Linked DNA regions of Mus musculus: region 1 is linked to region 2. Evidence: chromatin contacts called from public Micro-C data. All regions are on one chromosome and are shown on one strand. The core of a region is the stretch at or near the end of the contact, and the rest is flanking DNA. Distances in the headings are between cores, read along the strand shown. Region 1 has its middle 82 kb from the start of Cxcl13. Region 2 has its middle 11 kb from the start of Cxcl13.

Region 1 (3,580 bases), core at 129-2,628, 93 kb after region 2:
TACTCAGAGAGAGAGGCTGGATAGGTCATTTATGGTCATATAACAAGGAAGCGGGTAGAATTTCTAACCTAAATCCTTTTTGTGTTTTCATTTATCGTGCATTTGGGTGGAGGGAAGGAGTTGGTATTGAAATCAGCTCTCCTTCCACTACGTATATGGTTCCCAGGGATTAGCCCGGGTCATCAGGCTTGGCAGCAGGCATCTTTACTTGATGAACCCTCTTGTCTGCTCCAAATTAAAATCTACCCAGTTGTCAAAAGCCCATGGCCTCTTTTTTTTTTTGTATTCTGTAAGCTTGTGTAAGTTTTCAAATATTCAAAACATATTTATTCGACACAAATTTAAGCCAGAAATTGAACATGAGGGTAGATTTATTTATTCAGGAGACCTCAGCACATTTTATGTGGTGTGTATGCACCAGGAGGGGACAGGTAGACCTTGGTTCATGTGTTTACGTGATTTCTTTTATCAGTAATGACCTCAGACACCCTTCACAAACTTTTCCTAAATCGTTTGTAAAAACCCGTCTTCTTCACTGATCCCTGTCTTGCTTTTCAATCTTCTTGACAGCTTCTTTAGGACAGTTTTCTTGGTTATCTTGAATTACAATCATAGGTTCATTTGTCCGATTCCTGTCCATCTCCTTGTACAGTAGACTACCTGAGCTCAGGCTGTCGTTCTAGCGTTTCAACCTTCCAGAGGAGCTCTTCCCACAGGGCTCTGCCCTTGAGGCACATGAAGAAATTGAACTATGACAGACACCAGCGGTTTCCTTCCTGGAATCTGAAGGCTGGGGACAGAGCTCCGGCACAGAGGGCTTGCCTAGAATTCATGAGGCTCTGGCTTTGACTGCTAGCACTGAGAAAGTAATAGGCAAGAGGGGGCTACAGGGCTATACTAACCATAGACAAACAAGGCTTTTGGATCAGGATGGCTAGAAGGCGTTGTCATTTCAGGAAGTTCGCCTTTTTCAACTGAATCCTTATACAGTGTGAACTATCCGTGTTAAGAGCTCTCCAATTCATAGCCACACAATGCTCAAAGCATGAGACAGCAAACCACGTTTCTGGGAAGCAGAGAGGTATAGTCTCTCTGGGGCCGGCATTCTCCACTTTCAGAGGTACGTCTGTCTCTTTCACTTCCCCTTTCCATGTTTGGCAGGCTCTGTTGAACCCTAGTTCCATCATCCATCCATGCGACTGCACTCTTCAGTAGACCCTTCCTGCCGTCTAAATGCTTTTTCTAAATGGCTTTTACTGAGACTCTGGAATGCAGTCTGTTTTAGGGAAATGTGTCTAACCTCCTCACCTCTAATTCTGTTCCAACTCAGCTGTCTTCCCACAGGCCATGTATTACCCTGTTTAGGCAACTCTAAATTCCTGGCATGCTCAGTTAGCAGCAGCATTCAACGCCACACCATCTGTCAGGAGTTTAAGCCCTGGCTCACAGGACGGTCGTGGAGAAAGCAGATTAGAAACTAAAGTTTGCATGTGTATCCATGCTAGCAAGGTCAATTTTAATATCAGAATGCAAACATAGAGCACATTATTTTCACTCACAACAGGAAAACACAAGAATCAATTTAAATATCAATGAATTAAAAACCAACCAGTATTAAAGCCCAATGAAATGTTTTACAAGACTTCATATAATCCTATAGTTTTGGAACGTATTATCAACCCAGAGATGTATTAATGCCCTTCAGGAAAGGAACAGCCTATCTTTCTACACATGTATTTAAAACCATGGATCTAGTTGGATTTGGTTAATGTGTGTCTCTCTGTGTGTGTGTGGTGTGTGTGAATGCTTGTGTGTGTGGTGTGTGTGTGCATGCTTGTATGTGTGTGTGTGTGTGTGTGTGTATATATCTCCGTTCTTTTTTTTTTTTTTTTTGAGGATGTGTTTTTTTTTAAAGTTTTTTTTTATTAGGTATTTTCTTCATTTACATTTCCAATGCTATCCCAAAAGTCCCCTCATACTCCCCCCCCCACACACACACACACTCCCACTTCTTGGCCCTGGCGTTCGTTCCCCTGTACTGAGGCATATAAAGTTTGCAAGACCAAGGGACCTCTCTTTCCAGTGATGGCCGACTAGGCCATCTTATGATACATATGCAGCTAGAAACACGAGCTCTGGGGGGGGGGCGCTACTGGTTAGTTCATATTGTTGTTCCACCTATAGGGTTGCAGACCCCTTTAGCTCCTTGGGTTCTTTCTCTAGCTCCTCCAATGGGGGCCCTGTGATCCACCCAATAGCTGACTGTGAGCATCCACGTCTGTGTTTGCCAGGCACCAGCATAGCCTCACAAGAGACAGCTGTATCAGCGTCCTTTCAGCAAAATCTTGCTAGTGTATGCAATGGTGTCAGCGTTTAGAGGCTGATTATGGGATGGATCCCCGGGTATGGCAGTCTCTAGATGGTCCATCCTTTCATTTCCGCTCCAAACTTTGTCTCTGTAACTCCTTCCATGGGTGTTTTGTTCCCAATTCTTATCTTTCCCTCTCCCCCCTTTTTTTCCCAGACCCTCCTCTTGGTACCTCTCAGGGTCACAAAGAGGAGAGTTGAGGAACAGAACAGAGCTGATGATCCTACCCTCATCTCTGTTGGTCAAGAGTTTTCTAAGGGAAAGAAAAGACACAAAAGACACAGGACTCTGGTGGTCTGTGAAGACTTGATTCCCCAGAGAATAACAGCTGCGATACTATAGTTCTGAAAATGTTGTATAGCGGTTGCATAATTCTGAAAAATGGATAAAAATCTTGTGGTTACTTTTAATACCCATGATTCAAGGCTCTCTCCAGTCTTTGACACATATGCTGAAAGGATTTCTTATTCCTCTCTTTGGCATTTGTTTTCAGGATGTGGCAAACGTCACCGAGTGACCACATGACCCAGCATTTGTTCCTACAGACAGCTGAGTATGTCTGTGGCTGGACCACACCATCTACTTGGAAGAGGTTCTTTGGTGTTTATTTAGACAGCAGGTGTTCTAAACATTCAATCCTAGCAGACAAAGAGCCATTTCTAGTCATCCCAGTAGGATTTCAATTAAAGAACAATGGAGAAAATGGGAGGGTCCTCATAGATGGCAGCTAAGCCCATATGCTGTGACTTGGAATTTGAAAAGGAGTTCTAAAACTAACTATAAATGCACAGGAAGCATTTTGTTTTACATAGCGTTTGGTGTCAGGGCAGGAGTATCTGAGAGGAGGTTTTCTGTATGTAGAGTGAGTACATTTGAGAGGTAGGTAGACCTGGCTAGCCTAGAACTCACTATTTAAATCAGACTGGCTTCAGACTTACCGGTCACCCTTATGTTTCTTTGCCTCTTAGGCGTAGAGATTACATGCATACACCACCATGCCGAGTTTCTTTGATAAGTTTTTTAATTTTATGAGTTCTCACCCTTGATCATATATAACCCTCCTTATTTTACTATAACAAACACACAAATAATCCCCCTATCTCCCAACTATGAATTAAGTTCCTAAGTATCCATAAGATGGAAGAAATCGAGTCTGAGAAACTGGAAATCCTAAATTATAAACTGGGTTGACTGGGCTTGAGTCTAACACTA
Region 2 (3,721 bases), core at 244-2,743:
GCTGGCCAACAAGCCCCAATGATTCTCCTGGCTTTGCCTCCACAGTGCTAGCTATTGTGGCCAGCATCACTACAGCTGTCACTGTTACATGGTGCTGGGCCTCAGACTCAGGTCCTCATGCTTAAATAGCCCCTTTTAGAAATTATTGAAACAAAATTATTCATTTCATAATAACTCAGCAAAGCAAAGCACAATATCACATTAGCCTTTTACTACCTAAAGTAGGTTTTCTGTACCCACAAATCCCTGCCCCTGTGCTCAAAGCTGAACAACTAAGACAAGATCTGCTAGGGTGATGGGTGAGGTAGCCTTTGGCTCATCCTCCTGGATGGGGATTCTACACTCTGGTTTCTTCAAAGCAAGATTATGATGGCAGTATAGACTCACTTGGCCGTAATTAAAAATAATAAAAGAGATTATTGGGAGGGCAAAAAAAAAAAAGCCTCCTAGAATCCATGGAACGTTGTCAAAGCAGAGGAAACCATAGGTATCTAGACAACAAGGACCAAGACAAGGTCATGCCACAGGCAGAATCTGGTGTGTTTATAAAAAGATAAAGAGAAGGGAGGATATGTTCTATGGAGGTGTGGTGAGATATGGGGGAAGGAGGTGCCTTGGCGGGCCCATGCCAAGGCATCCCTTCCCCCTGAGGGACCAGCCACATGACTGTATAGTATAGAATAGAGTTTATTCAGGACATGGGGAGGGAAGTTAAGAGGATAGTAAAGACAGAGAAGGGAGAGGGGAGGGGAGGGGAGCGAGGGGAGGGGAGGGGGGGAGGAGAGAGAGAGAAAGTATAAACAGAGGAGTAGGCTGGCCATTAGCACATGGAGAGAGGGCAGAAAGGGAATGGGGAAGGGAGGAGGGAGGGAAGAGCAAAGGAGCAAGAGAGCAGCAAGAAAGGAGCAAGGAGCAGAGGTGTCAAGCAGCCCCTTTTATAGTGGGTCAGGCCTGCCTGGCTGTGGTCAGGTAACTGTGGGGCAGAGCTTAGACAGAATGCTAACAGAATCAATCCATTTAAGTCATGGATTGAGTCACTCAAGATTTAAGTCTGTGATGAGAGCTGGCTATCATAGGACTGGCACCCTGAATGTCCAGGGCCTTTTCAGAATCCATAGTAGCAATGGGCCTCACTGTCTCTTGATTTTCAGATGCCTCCTGGACAGTTAAACGTAGATTATGGTAATTTTTTTAATTATCTGCACTTAGAGAGAGAGGTTCCAAGCTGTTATTAATTTACAATCAATATGGTTTTAATGGAATCTTTTTTTTTCAGTTTTCACCATGATCTGAGGTGCTAGTCTCTCAGAATTCCCTTAGATTTCAGTGCTTTGGGGCAACTCTTTTCCTTGTCTACTCTTCTAAACCACAAGGAAAGAAACTACTGACCAGAGATTTGTGAAAACCCAAAGTCTGCTTCGTTTTCCTGTTTGTGGCTGTGATGAGTCACTTGCTAATAAAATGAAACTCCCAGAGCAAATTAACTATGCCCAGAGCCAAGTCCACTTAAGAGAGCATACTCCCCTTGATTTACAGCAAGGGAACAACAGTCATCACTTAGCACCATCTCCCACGTCTGTCCTCTTACAAGATTCCTCACAAAGCCTGAGATTTGTAAATAGAGATGCTGTCATGAATGAATGGATGGTCCCTTGAGACCTGGCCCTCCAGAGCAGAGCTGATTGTCCATGCGGGTTTGAGGAAATTGGCCTCAGGAATGAAAGTTAACAAAAATGCACATAGGGAACATTGATGAAATAGAAAACTAACTAAAATTTCAAAATCATCCCTTACCAATGTCTTCTATACACATGAAACTTCTGGTAGCATCCCTGTGTGAGCATCCTGATGTTCGTCTCCTTTTTAAGATGAAAATATTTGGAGATCAGAGTTTAAGTTGTTAGTTTAAGAAGCATGAGCTCCCAAATCTAGGTATTTTAATTCCAATGAAAACCTTCTGTACTTAAAGCCTGTTGGGTAGAGGGACCTATACCTCAGCCATTACTAGTTGGACAAAGATCCCTGTGACCAGCCAGTAGAGAGGAGATACAGAGCCAGCACTACCCCAGTGTTGGCAAAGAGAGAGCCTCTTGGATGCAAAGGAAGGGGGGTTCTGCTTTTGGTGATGAACCCCCAGAAGGTCATTGCTATTGCTGAGTACTAAGACAGTCTACTGAAATCCATGGCCAGGCAGGCAAGCAAGTCTGTTCTGCCTTGAGAAGAAACAGCTTAACTGGTACCTCTTACTCACACAGGTTGAATACACATGTGTATGGAGCTACATAGATCCCACTGCAGTGGAAGGAGCCCAACTTTGGACTCAGAAGGGCTCTGGGCCCTCCCAGTGAGACAAGGAGGGAGGGAGACAACACAGGCAACTCTAAGGACACAGAGACCAAGTTTTTCCTCCTGCCCTGGATACTTGAGCCAGTGCAGTTACTCTAAATGCTTTGGGCCCTGAGCAAGGCTCTGAAGGCACCACTTCTCTAGAACACAAGATCAGTAGAACAACTGCCCTCCCCTGCACAGAGAAACAATGATAAAAATACTGAGACAATGGCTTTATCAGGGATCCAGTTCATCAGCTTTTTTACTAGTGTTGACAGCATAGCTCAAAACCTGCTCCTGGCTGTCAGCTTACTAAAAGCAGTTCAGACAAGCCAGGGCTCTGTTCGTAGGGATAGTAGGGCACAGGATTAAACTGTTCAGGTTGCAAACCCTGGAAGCAACTGTCTGGCTCTGTTCATAGGCCACTGGGCTGACTCACTGGCATGCAGGCGCTGGCTAAGACTGATAGCATTAATCTTTCCCTAGTGCCATAGTCAGTGACCTTAAATTTGCAGCTTGAAATTGCCATAGTTGGGGTATTTGCATCATGGACATACACAAAGACCACAAGTCAAAACCTTAGTTTCCACAAAGTCCGTTATAAAGTAATTCCTCACGTTTCCTTTCCCCTCACTAAACAGTCCCTTTGCGTGTCGTGGAGACAGCTACAAGGTCTGCAAAAATGACCCTTAGTTTCTCCTCTTTTGTATAGTATGGGTAACTGCTGCTTTGAGGTCACTACTAAGATCTCTTACTCTGTAATCAAGTAAACGTGTAGTGTTGGAAAATCCAACACCCTGGGGCATCCTCTATGGAAGTAATCCTATCTTGTGCTTTTAATCTCACAGCCAGGATGCATTGAGTTTAGCAATCCAAGCACATACAATGAAAGTGCTAAATGTTTGGCTGACTTTCACAGGCCAAAGACAAAACATCTTCTTTGTAACATGCACAATGTACCCAGAGCAGCACTAGCTCCAGGTCCCACCTCTGCCTCTTAAGGAAGGCCACCACTGGGTGCTTGACTTCCTCTACCACATCAGTCACTACCTGAGAAAGGGAGCTGGTGGGATAGCTAGTGGTACAAGAGAGGCGGTTCCCTCTTCTCAACTCCTGTGAGCAGTGTGCTTCTTGTTGTTGGAGTGCATCTAAAGCGGAAACAGTGAAACAACAGGGAAGAGCTATCTCACATTACAAATGGCAACAACCCTTCAGTCTTTGAAGGCCGGAGTGGAGGAAAACACCAGGCTTAGCTTTTTGGCCAGTTCTCTCTGCCTCCAAAGGGACTGGCATGGGGCAAATATCCAAGCATCAAAGGTTACAAATGTGCTCCTGTAATGGAGAAATTGGTTCAGGGTCAAGTGGTGTTGGCCTGCAGCACATTAGGGAGACT

The links. Hi-C and Micro-C count contacts between places; a contact is called where the count stands out from the background.
Region 1: a Micro-C map of muscle stem cells shows a contact between it and region 2, with 3 times the contacts expected there. The contact joins two enhancer-like sites. A contact is called at or near these places in 2 of 39 promoter capture datasets (hippocampal neurons and liver), 1 of 484 Hi-C or Micro-C datasets (muscle stem cells) and 1 of 9 other capture datasets (pancreatic islet).

What each region holds. Positions count from the first base shown.
Region 1 is chr5:96,036,658-96,040,237 of GRCm38.p6, forward strand. No RefSeq gene overlaps it. Among named protein-coding and RNA genes, the nearest start is that of Cxcl13, 82 kb to the left of the region's middle. Within about 2 kb of position 1,379, at least 36 of the 459 cell types and tissues checked have an H3K27ac peak or open chromatin away from gene starts, as enhancers often do. A contact at or near this core is called in muscle stem cells, where this site is marked.
Region 2 is chr5:95,943,823-95,947,543 of GRCm38.p6, forward strand. No RefSeq gene overlaps it. Among named protein-coding and RNA genes, the nearest start is that of Cxcl13, 11 kb to the right of the region's middle. Within about 2 kb of position 1,494, at least 20 of the 459 cell types and tissues checked have an H3K27ac peak or open chromatin away from gene starts, as enhancers often do. A contact at or near this core is called in muscle stem cells, where this site is marked.